Regions from separate parts of the Sus scrofa genome. Here region 2 is linked to region 1. A link is a contact called in public HiChIP or PLAC-seq data. All regions are on one chromosome and are shown on one strand. Each heading gives the region's core, a stretch centred on a gene start, on an enhancer-like site or on the middle of the called end of the contact. The rest is flanking DNA. Distances are from core to core; before and after follow the strand shown. Region 1 has its middle 210 kb from the start of IRF2BP2. Region 2 has its middle 41 kb from the start of TOMM20.

What was found. HiChIP or PLAC-seq counts read pairs in DNA pulled down with a chosen protein or histone mark.
Region 2: a contact with region 1 is called in an H3K27ac HiChIP or PLAC-seq map of skeletal muscle. The contact joins two enhancer-like sites. A contact is called at or near these places in 3 of 47 Hi-C or Micro-C datasets (blood and embryonic fibroblasts) and 2 of 2 datasets of contacts at active chromatin or transcription factors (alveolar macrophages and skeletal muscle).

The regions. Positions count from the first base shown.
Region 1 is chr14:56,336,183-56,342,653 of Sscrofa11.1, reverse strand. No RefSeq gene overlaps it. Among named protein-coding and RNA genes, the nearest start is that of IRF2BP2, 210 kb to the left of the region's middle. Within about 2 kb of position 1,568, at least 28 of the 83 cell types and tissues checked have an H3K27ac peak or open chromatin away from gene starts, as enhancers often do. A contact at or near this core is called in alveolar macrophages and skeletal muscle, where this site is marked.
Region 2 is chr14:56,150,629-56,156,936 of Sscrofa11.1, reverse strand. No RefSeq gene overlaps it. Among named protein-coding and RNA genes, the nearest start is that of TOMM20, 41 kb to the right of the region's middle. Within about 2 kb of position 1,701, at least 54 of the 83 cell types and tissues checked have an H3K27ac peak or open chromatin away from gene starts, as enhancers often do. A contact at or near this core is called in alveolar macrophages and skeletal muscle, where this site is marked.

The DNA of each region.
Region 1 (6,471 bases), core at 319-2,818:
TCACGTCAATGAGGGGGAGGAGGGCAGGGCAGGGACATCCGCAGGGCCTGGGTTTCTGGCAGGCAGCTGGGCTTTGGGAACAGTGGGGCTCTCTACTCAAAGCCCTGGGAAACGTGCAGCCTATGGAAGCAGCAGGCTTTCTGCAGAGCCAAGGTGCTGGCCCACCTGTGAGCTTCTGACCTCACTGTGCCGCCACCCATGGAGGGATGCTGTGTGGAGTCTCCAGGGAGCGGCAGCCTCCTAAGCACTATAAAAATGTCAGCAGACATGAACTGATTAATATCACGCACTGGGATGGACTTTTCCAAAAAAAAAGATTATAAAGCAGTTGAGCTATTGTAGAGCTGAGGGCATTAGGAAAAGTTGACTGTCTTACCCTGGGCCCAGTCAAGTGGTGAATCAGTCAGGGACAAGGCTGAGGTTTTTGTTTCTGTAAAGCCTGTTTCCTTCGATTAAAAAAGTTATGGATGCACCAGGCACAAAAGGACCCATGTGGCATGATTCCACTTGTAGGGGTAACTCGAGGAGTCCAGCTCAGAGAGACAGAAAGCAGCATGGTGGTTGCCAGGATGAGAAGGGAGAGCTGGTGTCTCATGGGGACAGAGTTTCAGTTTGGGAAGATGACAAAGTTCTAGAAATGGATGGTGATGGTAGTTGCACAATAACGTGAATGAAAACGTCCCTGAAAAATGGCTAAAACGGTTGTTATGTTATGTCTCCTTTATCACCATAATAATAATAATAATAATAAAAGCTATGGAACTATTCGTTGTGAATCTCTGCTTAGATTATTTGAAGAGTAATTTGGTCTCATTTAGCCTTTTCTGTGCATGCACAGGAATGCAGGATCCAAGCTGCATCTGTGACCTACACAAAACGCTGGATACTTAACCCACTGAGTGAGGCGAAGATCAAACCCACAACCTCATGGATACGAGTCAACCTGCTGAGGAACAAAGGGAACTCCCTGGCCTCTTTTCAAGGCATTAGACTTTGAGATTCCCAAGGGCAGGGACCATTTATAATTTGCCTTTTTAGACCAAAAGCACTAGTACAAAGCCTTACATAGCATAATGCTGGATAAATACTATTTGAATGGAAAAAAATGAATGAACGAATAGGCCCAGAATTCCCTCATTGGCAAAGGCCATGCCACTGAACCATCTTTTTTTCTAAAAAACACATTCACAGAATAGTAACAACAAAACCACTGAGCATCATTAAGTGTTTTGCCTTCAGAGCAAATAAGGTTTTCAAACCAAAAAGCAACAATAAAAAAATTAACTGTACTTCGATAAATGTTTCTAAAAATAGTAAAAGCAAAACACGCAACAACAACAACAAAAGTTAAGTGCATATATCTATTCATATTGAAAGTTTCCTGCCTAAATTCCCCAGACACCCCCCCTCACTTTAATAGGAAGTAAGAGTGATGAATGAATGAACAAATGAATGAATTTCCTTCCTGGTCCGCAGGGCTATATTTTTCCTGTCTGGCTATCAGAACAGTCCATGCAGTGAGCCTTGCAGGTCCCTGGAGAGGTTCAGGAACCAACTAGAGTCCTTCCAGCTCAGACATCCCTTTCCTGGGTAGCGCCCTTCTCCAGGCTGAGACAGGAAATGATCTCCAGCTGCCCTCCCTGCTGACTCAGCCGCAAAGCCTTTTACAGTAATCTGACTTCACTTCTCTGGAGCTTCTTTGGGCAAAGACTTTCTCATTTTCTGTAAAGCAGATCATTAAGGGGCAGAAAATTCAATGACAAAAGGAAGGAAGCACAGAGAGAAATCCTTGCATTTTTTGAAGCTAGAGCACAAGCGTGGCCCAGGGATGTGAAATGCCTTTCTCCCTCTGTTTTCCCTTCAGTGCTGAGCAACCCTCCCAGCGTCCTCAAATTCCCAAGATCTGTTTAAACATCTCACATGTTCCTTCTAAATAAATCCAGCCATTTGTGCACGCCAGTCATTTTTAGCAAAGAGTACATTAGCTGTTTTCTTTTGCAGAACAAAATCAAAGTCTCATCTAACTAACAGCCATATATAAAAAGGAGGAGTACTTTCTGATCAGCACAACAGAACTGCCATGAATTTAGTCAGGGCTCCTGGCCTCCTCCAAAAGATGTTTCTAACATCGAAAGAGATCTCAAAATATGTAATCCATAGTGAGAAGGCTTTTTCTGAGCTCAGAAATGCAGAATGACAGGAACTATCATTTGTAGCAATATCATAAAGGAGAATCTGAAAAACCTCCGGCCACAAAATACCTAGATATGCCTACAAAAATAACAAACACAGTTTTAATAGCACAGCTGAGATCAGCAAAGGAAATCCCTGAGACCAGAGCAGGCTGAACAGCAGGGCAGGTGCTGACACTTTGGCTGTCTGGGCACTTGGAGCTCTGGCAGGGAAAAAAAGTCACCTTGAGTTTCATAACCACAGGCCACACTTCACACAGGTTTGAATTTAAATGTATTCACCTGCATGGTCTAGAAATCAATTAAGTAACATAAAAAGAGTTCTAATCTCATAATATCATAGGGGAAGTTGCTAAAGAAATTGAAAAACTTCTCTATAGAAACAGATCCTCAACCTCGGCCACACAAGATCCTGAGAGTGAGCATTTTTTAAAATTAGGAGCTCACAGTCAAAAACTATAAAATGCTTTAAAATGCTTTAGGAGACAAGAGCAAGAGTCCACACAGAACCAAAGTAACACACACAATAGGCGACATGGATATTGAACCACAGGCTCCCCAAGAACATCAGATAATGAAACTATCAAGAAAAAAAAATATGGTCAAGATAATTAAAATGCAAAAGGAGAAGTCAAAATTATGAATAATACTATCAGACTCTTTTTCAAAGACCAAATATATTTGAAAAAAAGACTAAATATAAGTCTAGAAATGAAATGTGTATCATTAAAAGAAAAAGCTCAGCCAGTGGGTTTAAAGATCAGATGAGACAGCTGAAGAGAGAATTGGAGATCCAGAAAATTATTTGGAAGGAGATTACCTAGAGTGCAGCACCCAAAGATAAAGTGGTTTTAAAAATGAAAAGAAGACATGAAAAGTTCTAGCATCTACCACACTGGACCTCCAGAGAGAAAAAAAACAGGGCAAGAGGTAATATTTTAAAAGGTAGTGGCTGGGAATTTTCTAAAATGGGATGAAAATCAGATCCAGGAAGCAAAATTAGGTCAAAACAAGATACATAAAAATAGATACATTGTAAGAAAAAACTGCCAAAGGCAAAATAAATCAGTGGGGAAAATAGTTTGACAACAGAAACAAGAGTTAACCTGACAGGAGACTTTCGGGGGGGGCTGTACCCACGGCATGGGGAAGTTCCAGGGCCAGGGATGGAACCCACACCACAGCAATGACAAAGATCCTTAACCCACTGAGCCACCAGGAAGCTCTGACAGCAGACTTTTTGATAGCAACAACAGAAACCAGAGGTCAGTGGAAGATTTCAAAGCACTGAGAGAGATAGAATAATCTTGGTTTGCAAGTTAAAAATAGCTAAGAAACAAATGAAGGCTAAGTCACAGATCATGCCTAGGCTTAGTCATAAGAATTTATTTATGTAGAAATAACAGATTTCATGGAGGCAAGCTCTTGGTCCAATGCTCTGCTGTCACTCACTTGAAAATTTTAATAACTATTGAGCAAGGATCCCTGCAGTTCTATTTTTCACTAGATTCTATGAATTATGTTGTTGGTTATGTATGCAGGCCCTGAGGACCCAGTACCACTCAGAAGCAAGCAAGCAAGCAGCATTCTATACAACATGTGATCAAGCCCATTAAGACAAAGCAAAATCTAGGTCTTGTAGCTTGAAAGACAAAAAGAAGAATTTATGCAAATATATTTGACAGGGTTTATCAACTTCAAGGCCTCGAGTCTCTTGCAGGTGGGGAGGGGAGGGAGGACCTGTACCAGGAAGAAGTGAGAGAGCCGCCAAAAAGCAAACACCTGTTAAGCCAGGGAACTTGCACAATGCACCAAGGAACTGAACAAAAGAAGAGGAGTGGGGGAGTTCCCGTCGTGGCGCAGTGGTTAACGAATCCGACTAGGAACCATGAGGTTGCGGGTTCGGTCCCTGCCCTTGCTCAGTGGGTTAACGATCCGGTGTTGCCATGAGCTGTGGTGTAGGTTGCAGACGCGGCTCGGATCCCGAGTTGCTGTGGCTCTGGCGTAGGCCAGTGGCTACAGCTCTGATTCGACCCCTAGCCTGGGAACCTCCATATGCCGCGGGAGCGGCCCAAAGAAATAGCAAAAAGACAAAAAAAAAAAAAAAAAAAAAAGAGGAGTGGATAGGGTTAGAGCTGGTGTTGGTGCTAAAGCAATTATCCTTTTCAATTGGAAACACCTGTCAGCATCATTGGTGAAGTACTGGTACAAATCAGACACTAGAAAACCAATAATGAAAAAGATCTAGAGGAAGTCACTCCTCTAGTCCTTCAACTTAGAGGAGGGCTTTGCAACAGGTGGTAATGAAGACAAGCTGCCATAAAAGCTATCACGATGAGCTTCATTGTTTAATTCTTTCGTTCTCAGAAGATTCTCATAATATTAGAAGATGCCTAAGAAAAGTAGCAGTGCTAGTATGAAACTCTCTGACTCATTATTTTTTCAAAGATGTAAGTTTATGGCCTTAAATGATAATGGGTTCTGTCCATTAAAATAGTTTTTCACTATATCCTGACTTTTGAAGGGATGCAGAGTTAATTGGTCTATTTGTACTATATTTGCAGCCATCTTGGTTCATTAGACACAAAAATATCAAGCATCTACGAGAAAGTACCATTTTTAGGACCAAAAATTCAGAGTTGCAAAATAGACAGACTTGTACTATCAGAATTAAAATGGAAACTTTTCATCTGCAGTTTCTGAGGTTATGTGGGGTAGGATGGAATTAGATGGTGAGCCAAAGTGAAGTGGAAGATGACAGAGAGCAAAAGAGACAGAGGGAAGAGAGACAGACAGAAAGAGAAGAGGCAGAGGCAGAAAGAGAATGATGGTTTCAGGTTTACACTGGGTCATGGAGACAAATTTGTAGTGGATTCCTTAAAAAGGAATTATCTATGACTGTTCTGGTTGAGACAGAAAGTGAAGATTTCCTAGGAAATGAAATTAATGAGCATTTGTAAAGAAACTAATTGGATATAAGTCATGATTTCCTTCAGTGAGTCACTCTCATACCCGGAGAGTATGGAGTCTCCTTTGGAAGTCTTTCAAAATAATTTAACTCTTAAGGATCCTGAGACACTACTGCCAAACTGGGATTTCTCTAGCACGTGGCACAGTCTAGGGAGAGGAAATTGTGGGCAGGAGGGATGAATTCTGAGATGGTGCTCCAACCTGGCTGCATAGGAATATCCCCTGAATCTATACATAGCATGTCTGCTTTTCTCCTTCCTTCCATTCACTCTTTCCCTCCCTTCCCCAGAGAACTCCCTGCAGATGGCTCTCTTAGCTAGTTCCTTTCCCTCCCAGGAGAAGCTATGGCAGGAGGTGGAGAAGATTTGTGCATGGCAGTCTTCAACAGGAAGTGTTAAGGATGAGAATTTTCCTAAAGACACACATACAAAATGAGCTTCTCACTCTGGCCTCCACCCCAATTCTTAGACTCTTCCTCCTTCGAAGATTCCTCCAGATGGGCTTTGATGATCAAATGCCCTCTCCTTCCTCTTTCAGACTTTGTGGGGCATCTTAGTAAACAATGACGCTTCTATTCAGTGTGTGCTTCTCTGTGTGCTTTGGGTGATGTCCATTTTGTGGAAATAAAAAAGAGAACATGTTTCTGCCGCCTTCCCACGCAAGGAAGGATAAAGTTTGGCAGTGGTTTGCTTCTGGTTTTCAGCCAGATGCCCTGGATAAACCACACAGGTGGGAGATCTTTCTTTAAAACAAGCATATCACCATGGCCAGAACGATGACTCACACCTAACTAAAATGCAAGATAAGCACACTGAGACATGCTCAAGGAAAAGGAAGAGTGCAAGGTGAGGTAGTTATGGGTCATGACAGTGAAGACAAAAGGAAGAAAGGATACCAATTTCAGACTATTGGTGGTGCATCCTAGAAGAGTCACTGGCTAACATCCTTCTCCCATACAGGTAGTTGGTGAGGATAGCAACCCAGGACATGGCAGCCAAACTTTCAAAGTCAAGATCTTTTAAAAACTCCTGGGAGCTGCTGCCCACAGAGAGAGGGGCATTTTTCAGTTGTGGTACGGGAATATAGGAAATGTTTGAACGCTTCCAGAATGTTGCAAGTAGCACCAATCAGAAAGCAATTGATCCCTCAAGTAAATTTCTTATTTAGTGTATTTACTGGATATGTGTGTGCATGCCAGCCCATGAGCATGTTTGTAGGAGGAATGACATTTTAAGAAAAGGGAAGTCTCTGCTATTAGGACTTAGAATCCATCATCTGAAAAGGCATGTCAATGCAAGCTACTTCAGGG
Region 2 (6,308 bases), core at 452-2,951, 190 kb after region 1:
AGGAGATGTGAGGGCACTGGGCAGTCCTGGCCTCAGCCAACCAGGCCCTTCTCTTTGCCTCCTTATTTCTTCTTTCTTTTTTTTTTCTCTTTAGAACTGCACCCATGGCATATGGAGGTTCCCAGGCTAGGGGTCGAATCGGAGCTGTAGCCACCAGCCTACACCACAGCCACAGCAACATGGGATCTGAGCCACGTCTGCAACCTACACCGCAGTTCAGGGCAATGCCGGATCCTTAACCCACTGAGCGAGGCCAGGGATCAAACCCACATTCTCATGGATCCTAGTCGGGTTCATTACCACTGAGCCACAACAGGAACTCCCTGCCTCCTGATTTCTGGTTCTGCTGGGTGGACGTGTATGAGAAAAGTGACTCCAGTCCCTTCTAAGAGAAAGAAAAGCGGTGCACTGGTGTGGGGGCATTGTGTCCCTGAGTCACACAGAGCCAACGCTGAAAAGCCTCATTTCCTCTGATAGGTGGCCCTTGGGAGCGGTGACAGAACTTGGGCCCGAGGGGGCCAGGACTGCCTTATGGGCACGACTGTTAACACACAGCACAGAAGACCTGAGAAGCGGAGACAGGCTGCCTCCCACCAGCCCTGCTCTCCAAAAAGCCACTTGGCTCCAACGTCTCATGACTTGTTCTTAGAGTTACATTTTAACTGACAAAGTTTAACAACAACTGTGACTTATGGCCTTCTAAAATTGGCAGCAGAAAAATGAACTGAGGAAGTAATGGAAAAAAACCACAAGTGAAGCCACTCTGTATTATGCACAATTTCTGTTATGGTTTTTTTTCCTTTCCAGGCGTGTGTGTGTGTGTGTGTGTGTGTGTGTGTGTGTGTGTGTGTTTTCGAATGGTAGAAAATATTTTCCAGATACGCCGCCCTGGCGTTCCCAAGCACATATTTATGCCAAATTTATAAGAAGCAGCTGCAGACAAGGTTGACTGAGAGGATTGCTCTGCTGTCTGGCTTCCAGAAGGTGCTTCTGCTCCTCATTCTGTCACCAGGGCACAGACTTACCTCCTAAAACTCTCTAACCTTCTGCATCGTTCCCCCAGCAGGAAGACAAACCCACGGCACAGCATGACCTGGAGGGATGTGGGGCCTCGCCCTTCTCAGCATCCACATCACACTTTTGATCTGCAAGGTGCTTTAGTGACCAGTACTTTATCATTTTTATTCATTGGAACTCCTCCTGCAGACGCAGGAAGTGTTCCAAGGCGCCTTTCTCGAATCCCTGGATGGCTTGGAAGGTAGGGTTGTTGGAGTCCCATCAACATCATCGGGTTCTGAACTGCTTGGAGCAGATGGTGGAGCCGCAGTGGGTGAGCCTGTGTCAAAGTGCCTGCATCTCCGAGACTCTCCAACCTCCTCCCCTCGCCCCTCCATGGCTCTGCCTGCTGCTGCCTGGTCAGGAGCTCCAGCCTCCTGACCGAGCAGAGACGTCGCCCAGGGACGCTGCCCCCCTGCACCCAACGCCAAGCTCTCCCTGGCCTGGGGCGGGGCCTCACGCCTCCCCCCACCCCACCACGGCCTTAATGAGGATGAGAATAACCTGCTCCGTGGCTTTCCTGGGGGTGACTAATGGGTTAATCCGGGGAAGGCCCTTTGAAGATGAAAAGCCTGATGTAACTCAAGGGTTGAAGGCAGGCACCTGCCCCAGCCTGGGCCTGAGTCAGCAGAGTGACCTCCTGCCTGCAGGCGGGCTGGGCGAGCTGGCCCAGTCCCCATTCAAAGTCAGGGTTGGCCAACCCCGTGCGTGTGTGGTGTGTGTGTGTGTGTGTGTGTGTGTGTGTGTGTGTTGTGTGGGCCTCTGGGAGGTTGGGAACTGTGTCTCCTGGGCGTTTGAGTGGTTGAATAAACCTTCAAATGGCTCTGCCAAGAGGGCAGCACACATCCTCATCCTAGAGAATATCAGTTAAGACAGTATTTCCTGGCCATTGTTAGGGGAAAATGCTTTCCTTTTTATTTTCTTTTTCTTTTTTTCTTTTTTCGGACCGCACCTGCAGCACATGGAAGTTTCTGGGCTAGGGGTTGAATCAGAGCTTTGGCGGCCGGCCTATGCCACAGCTACAACAACTCAGGATTGGAGCCACATCTGTGACCTACACCACAGCTCACAGCAATGCCAGATCTTTAACCCACTGATGGAGGCCAAGGATTGAACCTGCATCCTCATGGATACTAACCGGTTCTTAACCCACTGAGCCACAATGGGAGCTCCCAGGAAAATGCTTTTCTCACAGGGCATTCCTCCCAAGAGGTGCCGTTTTTCTCCTGCCTTTGGAAGAAGGAGCTGCGGCAGTGGTGGGCAGCCTGGGGAATCTGAGGTCGGGGTGTAAGGGAGGCGGGCGGCTGTGCTTTCAGCTCTCCAGCTCCTGATGTTCTAGTCTGCCCTGCATTCACATCTCCCAAGCAGAGAAAGAGGCAGCCAGAGCTGAAAACCAGAGGCCAAAAGCAGCGGATGAAGCGAGTGTCGTCCAGGACCACGCCCCCTCCCACCCTTGACCCGGTACAGGGGGATTTGACGCAGCGGCAGCTGGGAAGCCAAGAACAGAAAGCCTTTAAGCCACGCAAACTGATGCCAAGATTCCGCCACCCGGGAGCCCGTTTCCTGCGCTCTGCACATTCCTCCCTTCCCCCCCCCCGCCCCCACCTCCAGTGACCCCTCTCCACGCAGCCTCCTTGCACGCAGCACTGGTTTCTTCTTTCTTCTGGAACACAAGTCATGCGGCCAGAAGGAATGCAGGCACTTCTGCTTTCTCTCTTAGGTCCCCATTTCCTTAGAAGTTTTTCACTGCCCTTTCTCCTCCCATAATTTGCCCCGAACCCTAGAGGCCCCCACAACACACAGAATGATAAAGATACGAAAATAGGATGCAAGGATTGGCAGCATGAAGGCAGGAAAGAGGGCAGAGGGGGCCACTAATCTTTTTGCACGCAGCCAGGAATGGACGGGGTGGGGGGCATAGCCCCTGGAACAGGCTATGAAAGGATTCCGTTCTGTTCTGTTTGGAAGGAGATGGGTGGAAATGACAGTTTGGAGAGGATTAGAACGGGGAAAACGGTTTCAGGGGAAGCAGCCTCTTTTCTCCAGTTCTAACAGTGCCATCTAGTGGCCATGCGAGCAGGTGCAAGGCAGAGTCTCTGGACAGCCCCAGCTGACCCCGCGAGGGGAGGCATCCTGGCTTTGCAAAGGGCGCCCTGTTGATTGACAGCGGCCGGCCTCTCCCGGCAGCCAAATACGTCTCCCTGGAAGGGTCTACAAAAAACTGGGGAAGATAGTGCCTCAAGTAAACCCATAATAATGCCAACGGAGGAGTTTACACTGTTGCACAACTGAATTGGCGGCGTCTTGGGGGCGTTGGGACGCAGGTTCCATCCCCGGCCCGGCACAGTGGGTTAGAGATCTGACAGTGTCTCAGCTGCGGCTTAGGTCGAAACTGTGGCTCAGATGTGATCCCTGGCCCGGAACTCCATATGCCACAGGAGGGCCAAAAGGAAAAAAAAAAGAAAAAGAAATGTATTTTGGAGTTCCCATTGTGGCTCGACAGATTAAGAACGCAACACACAGTGTCCATGAGGATGCGAGTTCAATCCCTAGGCTCGCTCAGTGGGTTAAGGATCCACGTTGTGGTGAGCTGTGATGTAGGTGGCAGATGTGGCTTGGACGCCATGTTGCTGTGGCTGTGGCATAGGTTGGTGGCTACAGCTCCTGTTCAACCCCTAGCCTGGGACCTTTCACGTGCTGCAGGTGTGGCCCTAAAAAGAAAAAGAAAAGAAATCATTTCACCTTGGAACTCCACAAGTGGTTCTTTTTTTTTTTTTTTTTTTTTTTTTGCTTTTTGCTTTTTTAGGGATACACATGTGGTATATAGAAGTTCCCAGGCTAGGGTTCAAATCAGAGCTGCAAAAATCCCTTCAGTACGAACTTACAGCTCGTAGAATTTGAAGAAATCATAATTTTAAGTGGGTATTTCCTAAATTAAACCTTACATTAGAGAAGTTCTGTGCCTTACTCCACAACAGACCAAGAAGTCACAGGTTGTCTTTGAGAAAAGGCTTTCAAGGCATATGTGCATTTGTCAAACTCAGGGTTGCAACCTAATGGGGGACCCTGAAATCAATTCAGTGGATGGAAAACCACATTTTAGATTTTTTCTTTTGTTTTTTACATATTTTTATTTATTTATTTATTTAATTTGCTTTTTAGGGCTGCACCTGTGCAATATGGAGGTTCCCAGGCTAGGAGTCCAATTGGAGCTGCAGCTGCCATCCTACACCACAGCTCACAGCAATGCCAGATCCTTAACCCACTGAGCAAGACCAGGAATTGAACCTACATCCTCGTGGTTCCTAGTCAGCTTTATTTCCACTGTGCCACGACAAGAACTCCTAGATTTTTTAAAAATCATTATTGAAATATAGTTGATTTACAATGTTATGTTAGTTTCAGGTGTACAGCAGTGATTCAGACTATACATATATTCTTTTTCAGATTCTTTTCCATCGTAGGTTATTATAGAATATTGAATATATTTCCCTGTGCTACACAGTGGGTCCTTGTTGTTTATGTACTTTATGTGCAGTAATGTGTATCTGTTCATCCCAAACTCCTAATTTACCCCTCCCCCCACCTTCCCCTTTAGTAACCATAAGTTTGTTTTCTATGTCTAGGAGTCCATTTTTGTCCTGTAAATAAGTTCATTTGCATCACTTTTTAGATTCCACATGTAAGTGATTAGATTTTTTTTTTTTTTCAGTGTGTCACATGCAACGAGGCCAAGCTTTGTTCAGTCCTATAACTGTGCATGCAGAGTGACCATGTCAAATGCAGGTCTCACTGTGGGTCTCAATCAAAGCCTCTGTCAGGGCTCCAGCCCAACCAGCCACTACTGGCAGGGGTGCACATGCACCACGGGGCACCTCCACATCATTTGCCCCCCCAACCACGCTGGCAAGATCACAGGAATTTCCAAGACTGACCCAGTCATGGCTTCCACTCCTCAAAGTGCCACCTTCGCCTTGGCCAGGACTGCATTTGACTCCGGCACACACCTGTTTGGCATTCATCTTTGGTTTTCTTTTTGGCTTAGGACAGGTGAAGGGAGGGCGAGGGACAGGGGGCTGGTGGGATCAGCAGAGTCCAGGGAGCCAGGCTTGGAACCCCTGATCACTTTTGGTCCAGCTTGTGCTGGTCTGGACAATGGAAGCCACCCAGTAACCATTATTTGTACAGGTACACATGGTTTCAAACGGCCCTCACCCATCATTGCACTAAAGCCGTCCCTGGCAGTACAGCAGTTGGTGGTCTTGGACAACCATGGCCATGTCCATGCAATAGCAGAAAATATAGTTGAAAAGAGATTGGTTTTTTTTTTTCTTTTTAGTGCTGTGCCCGTGGCATATGGAGGTTCCCAGGCTAGGGGTCCAATCGGAGCTACAGCTACTAGCCTACGCCACAGCCACAGCAACGCCAGATCCGAGCTAAATCTTCGACCTACACCACAGCTCACAGCACACTGGATCCTTAACCCACTGAGCAAGGCCAGGGATCAAACCCACATCCTCATGGATCTTAACTGCTGAGCCATAATGGGAACTCCCAATGATTTTTTTTTTTTTAATGTGACACAAAACAACCATTTTACCTAACTTTTTCTTCAGTGGCTTGACTGTACCTCAGGATTGTTTTGGGCACTCACTCGAAGCAAGGAGCTGGGGGAGTTCCCATTGTGACTTAGCAGGTTAAGAACCAGTATCCATGAGGATGAGGGTTCCATCCCTGGCCTTGCTCAGTGGGTTAAGGATCCCACATTGCTGTGAGCTATGGTGTAGCTTACAGACACAGCTTGGATCCCGTGTTGCTGTGGCCATGGTGTAGGCCAGCAGCTGTAGCTCCGATTCTACCCCATATGCCTCCGGTGCGCCCCTAAATAAATAAATAAACAAACAAATAAATAAATAAATAAATAAATAAACATCAAGAATCTGACTGCAGCGGTTCCTGTGCAGATTCCATCCCCAGCTGGGGCCATGGGTTAAAGGATCCGGAGTTGCCTCAGCTGTGGCAGAGATTCATTCCCTAGCCTGGGAACCTCCATAAGCTCTGGATGTGGACCAAAAAGAGAGAGAGAAGAAATAGGCCCAGTAAGGCAGCCGGCCGCCTGCACATGGCCTCCCAGATGGCAGATCCCAGCAGCCCCAATGCCAGCCCAGGCTCTCACCCACCCGCCCCTGCACCCCTGGGCACATACCCGCCCCCCACAACCCCGCACAGCGCCAGACCAGCAGATTGCTATA